2 separate regions of the Zea mays genome follow, and region 2 is linked to region 1. A link is a contact called in public Hi-C data. All regions are on one chromosome and are shown on one strand. The core of a region is the stretch at or near the end of the contact, and the rest is flanking DNA. Distances in the headings are between cores, read along the strand shown. Region 1 overlaps LOC103631852 (transcription factor EMB1444). Region 2 holds the start of LOC100276335.

What was found. Hi-C and Micro-C count contacts between places; a contact is called where the count stands out from the background.
Region 2: a contact with region 1 is called in a Hi-C map of root tip, with 2.3 times the contacts expected there. The contact joins the promoter of LOC100276335 here to the enhancer-like site in region 1. A contact is called at or near these places in 2 of 25 Hi-C or Micro-C datasets (root tip and tassel).

What each region holds. Positions count from the first base shown.
Region 1 is chr7:564,574-571,465 of Zm-B73-REFERENCE-NAM-5.0, reverse strand. LOC103631852 (transcription factor EMB1444) reads right to left here. Exons shown (of 12, transcript XM_035960782.1): 7 at 5,583-5,642; 8 at 4,395-5,393; 9 at 4,217-4,294; 10 at 3,790-3,900; 11 at 3,416-3,541; 12 at 3,087-3,334. The coding sequence ends at 3,269. Among protein-coding and RNA genes, the nearest start is that of LOC103631852, 11 kb to the right of the region's middle. Within about 2 kb of position 3,770, at least 1 of the 20 cell types and tissues checked has an H3K27ac peak or open chromatin away from gene starts, as enhancers often do. A contact at or near this core is called in root tip, where this site is marked.
Region 2 is chr7:841,726-848,252 of Zm-B73-REFERENCE-NAM-5.0, reverse strand. LOC100276335 reads left to right here and starts at 3,063. Exons shown (of 8, transcript NM_001365963.1): 1 at 3,063-3,239; 2 at 3,531-3,767; 3 at 3,939-4,523; 4 at 5,630-5,875; 5 at 6,027-6,038. The coding sequence starts at 3,191.

The DNA.
Region 1 (6,892 bases), core at 2,521-5,020:
CTTTTCCTTTTATTATTTCTATTTCTTTGTCTTTCCTTTTTTTCTTTTCACTATTCCTTCATGTTTCTAATCCAAAATCAGGTAGGAGTGCCAACTTCAAATGTGCACAAACAAGAATCCAAAATGATGGAAATCATATATTTATTTATTATTATTTTCTTCTAAATAGTTGAATGCTTCATCACACATAAACTTAATCAAAAGTTGATCATACAACAATTAAGGACCCTATCTTTATTTAAAAGGGTCATACCTCTATAATAAAACACTAATATTATTTCATAGATAATTAATGTAATTAGAGATCCCATTTGGGGTTTACATCCGCACAGCGGTTTCCGCGCCCTTCAGTGACCAACTCCTCCGATCTGCTGGCCTCGGTGCGTCCTCCGGCGATGACCTCCTCCAATCCTTTGGTCTATATATGCGATTGTTGGTTGATCCCATACTAGGATTTTTTTTTCATTAATTATGATGTACGATGTAGGTATTTATGCAACTTTCTATAAAGATTTATGCTTTGTGCAATATCAGCATCCAACTTTTTCGTGTATGGTGTGAGAACGAAAATATCATTCAGAATTTGTGCGCATGCAATGGAAACTTTCAAGACCTGTCATAATTTTGATCTGTATAAAAATAGGAACCACATACATGTGCCTAATGGTTGCCATATTGTTCAGATCTGTCATAAAAATAGGACCACATGCATGCGTCTGGTAGGGGACGCGCCTAAATGCATGTTCCTGGTGGAGGGACGACATACAATCGTGTACATATTTTTATGCCACTTTGTATATATATCTATGCCAACATCAAGAGGTTTTCAACGGCTTTCATGTTGGATCAGTATTTACACTCATAAGTATCGTTTTTACGCTCAAAACTGAAGGTTTTTATGCTCGAACATGGAGAAGCGTTCACCAATGAACCGCATGCCAAATTTTTACGCAGTGTGCCGCATTTCATAAATACCTACACTGTGTAGCGTAATTACTATCAGTATATACCATAAATTGGTTCTAATGATCCTAAGTGCATGGTTGTTGGATCGATCCTATATTTATGGAGGAAATAAATCATTTAAATAAGATTTTTATTTCTATTAATGCCAATTCATTTTCTTTCATCACACATTCCTATCATTCTAAATTTGTGTGCATGCAATAGGAAACAGATTTTTATGAAGTGTACCGAATTGCATAAATACCTACATTGTGTAGTATAATTAGTATCTGTATATATCATAAATTGGATATAACGAGCATACATGCATGGTTGTTGTAGCGATCCTATATTTATGTAGACATTCATTTTTTGCTCGTATGTATTGGAAACGAAAACATCATCTAAAATTTGCGCACATGCAATAGAAACTCACACGATCTGCCATATTTATCGGATCTATCATAAAAATAGGATCTGCATGCATGTGCCTGCGCGTATGGACGTGGTCTAGTGGATGTGCGTGGTTTTATGTTATCTCTATGAACTTTTTACGCTATTTGTGTGAACTATTTACGACATTTGTACAAAAAAACAGAACCAAAATTATGGAGTGTATTCCACGTAGGGGGTTGGGTGTTGGACCGGGGGTTTAGCTGATGCACGTATGTGGGGAGGTTTGACCTGGTGCATGGCAGGGACGCACCAGACCGCATGCACCTAGTTGTTGGGTGCGATCTAGGGGTGGATGGGGCTTCCTGTACCTATTAGAAGCATAGGGCTCACAATATCCCCTCACTATATATATTAAGTCATTCTAATCAACATTAAATCATTCCAGAAAATATTAAATCATTTTTCAGAAAACATTAAGTTAGTTATTGTTTTCAGTCATTTTTGTGGGTTTTCTCGGATATTTCTTATGTTATTGGTTCAATTATTACAGAAAATATTAAGTCATTATAGTGTCCAGACAATATTTAAGTCATTTTATGTAGGTTTAAGTCATTCCAAAGTCTAGGTAACATAAATATTAAATCATTTTTTAGAAAACATTAAGTTATTATTGTTTTCAGCCATTTTTTCTGGGTTTCCCCATACATTTCTTATGTCATTGGTTCAGTCATTCCAGAAAATATTAAGTCATTTCAGAAAATATTAAGTCATTCTAGCATCCAGACAACATTTAAGTTCTAGGTAATTTTAGGTCATTCCAAAGTATAAGTGACATAAATATTAAGTCATTTTTCAGAAAGCATTAAGTTATTATTGTTTCAACCATTTTTTCCTTGGTTTTCTCATACATTTATTATGTTATTGGTTCAGTCATTCCAGAAAATATCAAGTTATTCTAGCGTACAAACAACATTTAAGTCATTCTATATAGCTTTAAGTCATCCCCATGTCTAAGTAACGTTTAAGTCATTTTAGGCTACATTAAATCATTTAAACATTAAGTCAATTTAGGTGAGATGGCTCGGCACGACTCTTGGGTGCGGGGGCGACTCGGTCGACCGGCTAGGCAGGCACGGGGGCGGCTCTGTCGGTCGGTTGGGCAAGCTGGCTCGGTCCGCTTTGTTGGGCAGGCACGAGGGAGCCACGTGTCGGACGGAGCCACGTAGGGGGGCGCGCGTCAAGCCGTCAATCTTTAACCTGCTTCTATGAGTCGATCTTTAACCTGCTTCTATGAGAATCACGGGGGAGCCATCACCAGAAGCTATTGCGAACTGCCAAACGCCTAGCTTTTAATCTGTTTCTATGAGAACCACTTTAGTGAAATCATCCAAAATCAACGTGAACATACAATTGGTCGAACCGTCGCAGTAGGAAGAATCCGTCACTTCCTAGATCCTAAACCCTATAGACCTGTGCATCTTTCTCCGCACGTAATATTTACGATACTTAGATTCTTCTCACAGAGTACAGCCGGATTCTCAGAAAAAATTGTCAGAAAAAACCAAAACAAACAGTCCCTTGGTGTCATGAACCGACGACAATCTGCTTCGGATGCACAGATCTTTGAGGTAGTAAGTTTAGGGGGAAACTCATAGCCTTAATTTTATGATGTTCCTTAGTTTGATGGTCTGTGTATATGATGTTCCTTAGTTTGATGGTCTGTGTATGAAGTGGTGCTAAAGACATGAAGCTGAATCACGATTGAATTGTTTGCTGTTCACGATTGAATATGGATATATATATAGCAACATTCCAGTCTCGCTGGGATCTAAAAAAAATGCATCCATCCATTATTTTGCTGTACATTTATGCCAAAGCAAACAGAGAGTAAGAAGAGTCTCGGTAACATTTCAACGACACACAAACTTCATCTCCTGCGCAGGAGATGCATCAGCGGGCACAGAATCTGCATCTGGTTGAAACCATCCGAACCCTGCTTGAGATACAATAAAACAGATCTTGATGCACTGGATCTTTGATAATGGGTTCAAAACGAAAGGTTGATTTCACGTACCTCGATGACAAAGCGAGCACAAAACTTGTCGGAACGATACTCCAGCACTCCTTTCAGTATGCTCACCTTAAGACCCTTCAGCACGTGTGCCATCTCAAGAAAGACTTCATAGTCCTCGCACAACATCTGGATGAGGATGAAGCAAGCAAATAACGAATCACGAAACGACCTTGAATCATGCAGCTACAAAACGGATGCATGCAGCAGTGATTTTAAAGCGTAATGCGAGACAAGGCGTTGGACCGCCGCCTGGACGTCTAGACGGCGCCTACGTGAGCAAGGCACCTAGGATTTCTAGGCGTTGGCTCACCGCCTGGACGTCTAGACGACGCCTTAAAAACAATGGCATGCAGCATGCCAGTTCCATTACTTACCTCGATGAGAAGATGGCCAGGCTGGTTAAGCTCTTCCACTCTTAGTGGGCACCTTTCAAGTTGCTTCTTTGTCTCATCGTGGGATTCCTTGTCTTCCAATGTATTCTGAATCTGTCTCAGCGTCACGGCAAAGCAGAAATAAGGCATGGGACACCTCCGCTTACCAGCAGAAGATTGAATAGTTAATTGTAATAAAACCTCATAAAAGGCTAAACATATTCATTTATTTCTGTTACATAATCCTAGCCAGGTTTCTATAGGCAGTAAAGTAGATAAATGTTGAATTTGAAAAAGTAAGATAGCCGTACAACCAATGTTGTATGAAGATAAAGCTGGTGAGGTCTGCACAAATATCACATGGATTTTCTGACTCGTCTATCAAATACTGCTTTCTTAACTGTTATAATTAAATCCAAAAAAAGCTTACCTTCTCAGCTTTCTCGGATACACTTTGCAGGAACAGCATGTATGCTATGGTTTTGTCCAGTAGAGCATCAATGCTGCACTGTTTATCAAACAAGATGTAATCAACACTTGCCCCTTGATTTTTGCCAAACAAACATAACTTTAAGGAGGCTCCAAACAAAAAATGTTAGGAACTGAACCTTTGATGCATTTGGAATAAGCTCCCTCAACCCCTTCATCCTATCTTGAATTAATTGCCTGTCCCTTGGTCTTGGTCTCTGGAGCTCAACTTTTCTGCATCTTCTTTTGATTTCAGCTGAATTTATCCTGTGCGTATTTTCAACTAAGCATTCTTCAGGTATGGTCTTGTTGATTTCCACACGTCCATCAGTCATTGCACAACTTATAAACCCTTCATTTATGGATATAGGTGAAAGGTCTTGACGACCTGGGATATCAGAAATTGGCGATTCATCGACCCTCAATGAATGATCTTTTTTAACTTGTGTTTTGCATGAAATTGGAGACTCAGCTGAGGGAGCAGATTCAATGTTTGATGTATGACCAGTCTGGTAGATTATTGTGTCTAGTAACAATTCCGCATAATTGTTGGTTTCAAGCTGCACATAAAGATCAGCACTGTTGTCATTCAGTTGAGGGAGAGCAGGGCTTGTAGGTTCTTGTTTCAGCCTACAACGCCACGTGAAGAGCTCATGTTCTTCCCTGGACATTACCATGACATCTCCGTGAAACTCTGAATGAATTGAAGTATTCGAAAGCATTGCACCATCATTTACAACAATAGTGCTGCCATGAGTATTCTCTTGGTTCCAATGTGCCATATCTGTCAGAGAAAAGCCTTCAAAATATTCATGCCCAATGGTGCCATTATCGCCCAACAGTCCATTAGGCCAACCTGTTGGAATAGTTCTGTAAGAACCTATAGTGATGTCTTCTAGTATTGGAATTTCCGATGTACTGAAGGGATGTGTTAAACTGTGGTGATCAGCATTCACGATCTGAGCAGAACTATATATCAAGTTAACATCTGGATGATTGATTGATAGGGTTGCAGTTGGTAGACTCAAATTATTTGAGTAGGCAGACCCAGTGGATAAAGAAGCATGAGAAACCGAAGCATCACAAATCTTATGAAACATGTCCTTTATGAGTGCCACCAACACTGCACTTTCGAAAACCTGAAGGGAATTTGAAAAAAAAAACATTATTATGAAGTAAACATAACAATTATGCAGCAATGCAATGATTCAGGCTCTCTAAAGTTATGCTATTCCACATTTGATGGGAGCAGGACAATGTAATGAGACAACACGTTGGCTAGCAAAAACTAATCATGTCAAAAAAAACATTAATCAAGTTGAGCATACCGTATCTAAAGAGCCCAGCTGAAGAACCCCGTGAGGAACCACTGGTACAAGCAGAACCGTCTACAGGTAAGAAACAATGACCATCAGCTTAGTCAAGCAGGATGTTTGCCTTGCATCTGTTTAATACAGGAAATAATCTTTTTGACTGAAAACAGTCGGGGAAGCCTTTACAACAACAACAACATAGCATTTTGTCCCAAGCAAGTTGGGCTAGGCCAAAGATGAAACCCACAAGAAACAAGGATAGGAAAAAACACCGAAAGGGTAAAAGACAGACAGTATAGTTAAAGGTAAACAGAAAGAGACAAAGATCTTGGTTTAGGCACGTTGATTGCTAGTTTCCAAGCGCACCTATCCTTAGCTAATTCCTTAAAGATATTCCGCTCCTTAAGATGTCTCAGTGTCTCGTCCCAAGTAATTTTAGGTCGACCTCTACCTTTTTTACATTATCAACCTGTTCTAAAACCCCTCTATGCACCGGCTCGAGAGGTCTCCTTTGGGCATGTCCAAACCATCTCAGACGATGTTGAATCAATTTTCCCTCAATTGGTGCCACCCCGACCCTATCCTGATGTAATACCCAACTTTTGGGATATAAAAGAAGGATGAACCTTTATGTGTATTGTTTTTTTATTCATGAGAATTATTAGGGAACATATTTAAAGTGAATAATTCTCTAATAAAACATGCATCATGTTGGAGTTTGTTTGTTGTGCATTTAATAATAATAATAATAATAATAATAATAATAACAAAAATATAAAAATATTGAAATTTGGATTAACACCTAATTGAAATTAGGATTTAAAAATGGAAATGGCATAGAAAGAAAAGAGAGGAAAAAGGGGCAATAATATACAACATGAAGGAGAATTCATATATAAATAAAGATATCATTTCCCTTGGTAGTTGATGTAGACATTTCATCTAAGTGAAAGATTCACAATAAAATTTGAATTCAAATTTGAAAGTTAAAAATAAAAAGAAAAGAAATCAAGAGGAAAAAAAGGAAGAACGAAAAGAAAAGGAACAAAACTACACCTGGGCCGTTTTTTCCCCACTCCCCCTCACGGCCCAGCTTCAACACTTTCCCCGCCGGCCCTTTTCCCCTATGTGTGGCCCGACTGGGACTTATTCACACGCTGACTTGCGGGCCCGTGTTGCCAGGTTCACGACAAGTCACTGACGCGTGGGACCACTCGATCAGCCTTATCTTCTCACCCATGGCCGAACCACCTGCGGATTTGTGGCCGCCCTGCGCATATGTCGCGCCCACGAATCTCGCCATCTGACCCGATCGTAGCATCGCG
Region 2 (6,527 bases), core at 1,814-4,313, 280 kb before region 1:
AGGTTTAATGGTCACAAATGTGTGCAGTTCCACGCCATCGAAGAGGTATGTGAATTTTTGTGTATGGAGGGTAGTCCAGAACAGAAACCAGACTCAAATGAACAGTTGATATTGACGCTATATTGTACAGCGTGGTCCGGAGCGCATGCGGCTGCTACATTTTGTCTTCGAGATTCGATTCAGCAACAGATTCGACAGCAAGACGTATTGGTACTGGGTGATCAGACATCGTTTGTCAAGGAAATCACGACAATCGTTTGTCGAGCTGGTTCAGGAATTGGTATGGCTGTTGGCCTTGTTTCTTCTAGTCTAGGTGCTGTCACTAGTGGCCAAGGCAATTTCAAAGTCTTAGTTTGGGATCCTGGTGGTTATGCATATCACAGCTTGGGGACAAGTTGTATTTTAAGCGGTGGAGAATGTCAACATATCAGACAGTAGCAATGAGCAGACAGCGAGAACAAGCCACGGGACACGAGAGTCCATCGTCCAAATGCTAAGGTTACTGAGCCAATATGGGCCAAGTAGTGGGTCAAGTATCTATGGATCGCTTGATGTTCTAGTAGTACTATATAAAAGACAAACACTTGTGTAATAGGGGCATGCACAATTTAGCTATCAAACATCAGACAAACTCGTCTTCCTCCCAGCTATTCCCTTCTCCAAGTCTCATTCTCCTCTGAGCTCTTCCTCTCCGATCCCCCTTTCCAGGTTTCCCAGGTGTTGCTAACATGTTGATGCTCCGGCAGCGGCAGCAGCAGCAGGAGGACGACAGCGACAGCACCGCAAGCAGAAGGCTGCTGGTAAGGGCCATCCATCAGCTGCAGAGCCTTGGAATAGCCTACCATTTCCAGCAAGAGATCAGATGCATCCTGCTGCCGTCCATGCAGCAGCAGCAGCCTCTTGACTTGCATTCAGCTGCGCTACTGTTCAGAATGCTCCGAGGGCTGGGCATTCCAGCATCCACAGACATGCTGATGAGTGCACTACTGAGAGAGGAAAGCGGCAAGCTAGCTGCTGACAGCGATGGACTGCTCGCTCTGTACCAAGCTTCATATCTTGCCTTCCCGGGAGAGACGGAGCTGGACCAGGCAAGGGCGTTCGCCGTCGCCAAGCTAGCAGGACGACGTGACGACGGCTCTGCTGACAGCTGCCCCAGCTCCACGCACTTGTCGCTGCCGTTACACTGGACAGCTCCGAGGCTGCAGGCCATGTGGTCGCTCAAGGACCAAGTAGAGCGCGGCCGCCCCGACCACCAGGACCAGGCCATCATCCTGCAGCTTGCTCAGCTGGACTTCAACCTGGTGCAGGCTCTCCACCGGCGAGAGCTGGCGGAGGTGACGAGGTGGTGGAAGGAGACCAGCCGCCTGGGCGAGCACGCCTTCGCGAGGGACCGCGTGGTGGAGTGCTTCTTCTGCGCCGCCTGCATCGCGCCGGAGCCGCGCCTGGCGGAGTGCAGGGAGGTGCTGGCCAAGGCCGGCGCCCTCATCGTCCACCTCGACGACATCTACGACGTGTACGGCACCCCGGACGAGCTCCGGGCCTTCACCGACGCCGTCGCCAGCTGGGAGCACTCTGCGACGAGGACGACGCACTCCCCGAGTACATGAAGGCAATGTACTCGGCCATCCGGACGACTTCGGCCGCCGCAGCAGATCGCGTGCTCGAGAAACATGGATACGACATGCTTCCACTCTACAAGAAGGCGGTAGGTAGTTGAGTTGAGGTCGATGTGGATCGATCCGTCGTGTTCGTGTGCTACAATGAAGTGAACTGAGTGAGACGCGTATATATGTGCATGCATGCAATCGCAGTGGCACGAGCTGTGCAGGGCGTTCCTGGTGGAGGCGCAGTGGCAGCAGCAGGGACAGTGGACACATGCCCAGCTTCGCCCAGTACGTCAGCAACGGCTGGGTGACGTCGACGGGGCCTCTCCTACTGCTCCATGCACTCCCTGCCGCAGCCGCCATTCCGCGTCCGCCCATTATTACCACCGCCGCCTGCACCGTCGACTACTACCCGAGGCTGGTGGAGCTGTCGTCGACCATCTTCCGCCTCTGCAACGACTGCGCGTCGCACGAGGCGGAGTCGGAGCGGGGGGACGCGCCGTCGTCCATCGCCTGCTGCATGGCGGAGCCCTGGTGCGCCGGCGGCGAGGAGCAAGCCCGCGCCGCCGTCCAGGGCGTCATCGCCGAGACCTGGAAGCTGCTTAACAGGGAGGTCTGCTGCTCGTGTGCGGAGCACGAAGAAAGCTTGACGACCATGGCCAATCTGTGCCTCAACCTCGCCAGGGTCATCCACTGCATCTACCAGGATGGGGACGGCATCACCACGCCGACTCATCGCATGAAGCGCATGGTTAAGGACCTGCTCTTCAATCCTATACTCTAACTATACATGGAGTATAGTCAAGAACATTTGGACATTTTTCAGTGAAATGAAAATTCGAATTTGTCCAAATCAGTAGGCAGACACCACCGCACACAAGTTTTATATATACGTATGATGCAGAAACGGTGCATCTTATTATCACAATGTGTCGAGAAACTGTAGGGTCCCACCGGTCAGTTAGATAGATGAGGCCCCAGCGTATGCAGATGATACCTGACTGGTTGGGGCGTGGGGGAAGGTGGCGGGTCCCATCTTGCAGCGAGGCACGTAGCAGCACCGCTGCCTGCCGCACAGGTTGGCAAGGGGCCGGCCTGGTGGATTGAATGAAGGGCGTTAATGTGCGTATTAAATGGGCTGGGCCGCCATCAATTTCTGAGCACCCCCATCCGTCACTTGCTACGTCCACCCGCCACGCATGTACCCCAGATTTCCTCCATGAGGAATATTGCAAAATCCAATTCAACTTATTGGTCAATACATATGTGTTGGATATTTTTAAACCAAACTTGAGTTAGTGTTTACGTGTACTTTGGACTTACTTTTACTAGCAGTAATTATATAATATGGTCACCTTTTTTTATTTTCGAAGGAAAGGGAAGGAGGCGGAGTCAAACAAAAGAAAGGTGCTATTTCTCCGGGTGTCCTAAACGATTTCGCGGTGCTCGTGCTTCGCTGCCCACTTTCTCCACTTCCTCCTCCTCGCGAGCTCAGCTCGCGCACCGCCGCAGACAGCGCCGCCGCCCTCTCCTCCTCCCCTTCCGCTTTGCCGCCACCCACTGCTGCCGGCCGCCGCAGGCACCCCATGGCCCCGACCGGGCGGCTCCTCGCGGTAGCCGCCCTCTCCTTCCTATGTGAGTGCCTACCTCCTCGTGATCTGCCCCCCTGCTTCTGATTCTTTCCATTTCCTGCTCCTATTTCCCTTGTTTTTTCCTCCCCAAATGCGAATTTCAGCAGCTACGCGGGGCCCTGGATTCTCGCTTCTTCTCGCTCCCGGTCCCGGATGATCCTCCGTTCCCTGCGCTGTGCTTTGTTGGCTTTGATCTGTCAGGCGCATTCATCTCCCACTGCCACTGCCTGGGCGCCAATTCTCCTTGCAGGCAAGAAAGCCCGCTGATTTGTGCTCTTCCCTTGCTAATGTGCAGGTCTGCAGGGGCCGTGGGGAGATTCAGGCAGCGCATTTGCTCAGAGCCAGCCGCCGCTTCACCGGACCGTTCGCGCAGAGGCAAATGACGGCGGCGGCCTCATGCCGGAGCTCCCGCCCAGCGGCCTCATGCCCATGCCGGAGCTCTCACCCAGCGGCTCTCCCACGCCATTTGTCCCCTTCCTGGCGCCCGCTCCGCTCGCGCCATTCTTTAACAACAGCACGCCAAAGCTCTCAGGTTGCACAACTCTCTCTCTCGCTAATCTACTTTTCCTTCCTTTTCGAGCTTGGTTACGGTTGGGGGGAGCTAAAAAGCTAGTGCGAACGTGCAATTCGTTTTACAACTAAACAAGATGCAGCTGTGGTCTGCCAACTGAAAGTGCCTGTCGATTTCCTTAATGCTTTGCAGGAAAATGCACGCTGAACTTTACCGCTGTCGACAAACTCATGACCACCACAGCTGTCGACTGCTTCACCTCGTTTGCTCCTTTCCTGGCCAATGTCATCTGCTGCCCGCAGCTTCAGGCAACACTGACCATCCTCATAGGGCAGTCTAGCAAGCAGACAGGGTCTCTCGCATTGGATCCCACGGTGGCCAACTACTGCCTGTCCGATGTCCAGGAGCTGTTGCTGAGCCAAGGCGCCAGCGACAACCTTCACAGCCTCTGCTCGGTTCACCTCTCTAATGTAACCGAGGGATCCTGCCCTGTTAGCACCGTCGATGCGTTTGAGAGCGCCGTTGATTCGTCCAAGCTTCTTGAAGCCTGTCGCAAGATTGACTCTGTTAATGAGTGCTGCAGCCAGACATGTCAGAATGCGATAAATGAAGCTGCCCAGAAAATCTCGTCCAAGGACGCAGGTTTGACGAGCTACACCGGGAGTCCCAAGACTGACAGCTGTAGGAATGTTGTTCTGAGATGGTTGTCAAGCAGGCTTGACCCACGGTCCGCGAAGGAAATGCTGAGGCAGATTTCCAACTGCAATGTCAATGGAGGTACTTCCAAACTATAATAACGAATGCAATTGTGATTTCCATGTCTTAAGTTGTTATCTTCTGTTTTGTTATAAATGAATACATATATATTCCCTGCTTCTGTTATAGTTCGCTTACAAAATTGACAATTCCATAGCTTAGTCCTTGGTTGGTACATCTGCAATAATTAAAACGGACCACACCTTCTAAGGGGGTGTTTGGTTTATAGGGACTAATTTTTAGTCCCTCCAATTTATACCATTTTAGGCCATAAATTGCTAAAAACGAAAACTAAAACTCTATCTTAGTTTCCGTATTTAGCAATTTAAAAAATAAAATATAATAAAATGGAGGGACTAAAAATTAGTCCCTAGAAACCAAACACGCCCTAAGATACTAGATGCTGCAGACCGTGTCCATGCAACCTTTTACTGACTCATCATGTTAACGGCCTCTTTACCAAGCAGGTTGATCTGCTTGCATTTCTGCAGTAGAAAACGATTCTTACATCCAAATATTGAGTTCATAAATTAGTTGAAGCCAGAGCACACTGCACAAGCACCAAAATGGTTAAACTTTAAGCATGGACTAGAGTGGAAGAGATCAAAATTTTCAGGTCTATAAAGGAATGGAAATGCTGCAGCCAGATAATTTAACTTTAAGAACATTATGCTTTTCTTTTTGGCTGAAGAGTACCATACTCTAAAGCAAGAGATTGAACAATCCATGTAAGGGTGTCTGAATTTGGAACTCTTTCATGCTATTTGAAATTGACGGCATTGAACTGAATAGTAGCCTAATGCAAGGTTTTCACTTCAAGTGTTCAGGTAGCAATATGCCACTAGGGTATTAGGTGCCATGGTACTGAAATATGTATGATTTGGATTAAGAGAACGGAAACTTTGGCATAGTTGTCTGAGGCAAAAGGATATCGATCATTTGAATAGCCATAATTATGTAGGTGCTGAATTTCAAAAGTTTATTGGACCTAGTAGAATACATGGATATATGTTTTAAATTCTTTAATAACAATTTAAAATACTTTACTACATTTTGAGTTCTATTCTACTTGTTCAGCGCTATTTTTTTTTATACTGAGCAACCTGTTCTTCCTCCATCCCCTCCAGTTTGTCCTCTAAGCTTTCCAGACACAAGTAAGGTGGCAAAAGAGTGTGGTGGAACAATGACGAACAGTACTGCATGTTGCAAGGCAATGTTAACTTATGTAGCCCATTTGCAAAAGCAAAGCTTCATAACAAACTTGCAAGCTTTAAATTGTGCCTCTTTCCTTGGGGCAAAGTTGCAAAAGATGAATGTCAGCATGAATGTCTATAGCTCTTGTCAAATAACATTAAAAGATTTTTCACTGCAAGGTAAGTTATTCAAGACTTATCAATTGATTACGCATAAGGGTCATATTTATCTTCTGGCTCTGCATTTTGTGGCAACTGAACTGATGAAGTATTTATTTACCTTTTCAACCGGTGTGTTTGAATGACTGGCCCCTACTGGATTTGCAAACAGTTGGATCTCAAGGTAAGCTATCATTTTCAAGTTTTTTATTAGTTTGTTGACTTTGTTCTAAATTCTAATGGCGCCTGCTGTAAATAATTTTTTGTATGGCGTGCGATGCTCTGGTTAGAAGGGCAGGCCAGGCAGGGGCGTAGGCCGCGTAGCTACGCTCAATTTTTGGGGTCGGCTGACCCTAATGACTTTAAAAAATGCAATGAAAATCATTGGTTAACACTGTGCATTAAGCTATTTGACCCTATCGGCCAAGCCTACTGACCCCGGCGCCCTTACATGCTAGCTTCGCCCCTGAGGCCAGGTGTAGCGGTGAGAGCTGTCTCAACGAGTCACCATGCCACGGGTCTGAAGCAGCCTCGCCGCATTTGCGGAGGAAGGCTTGCCTAGGTTTATCCCTTCCACAGACTCCACTCATTTGGGATCCTCCGGCACTTGGTTTGCCCATTATTATGCTGTGCCCTGGTTAAGCTGAAACTCAGTACTATAGTCCTTGCAAAA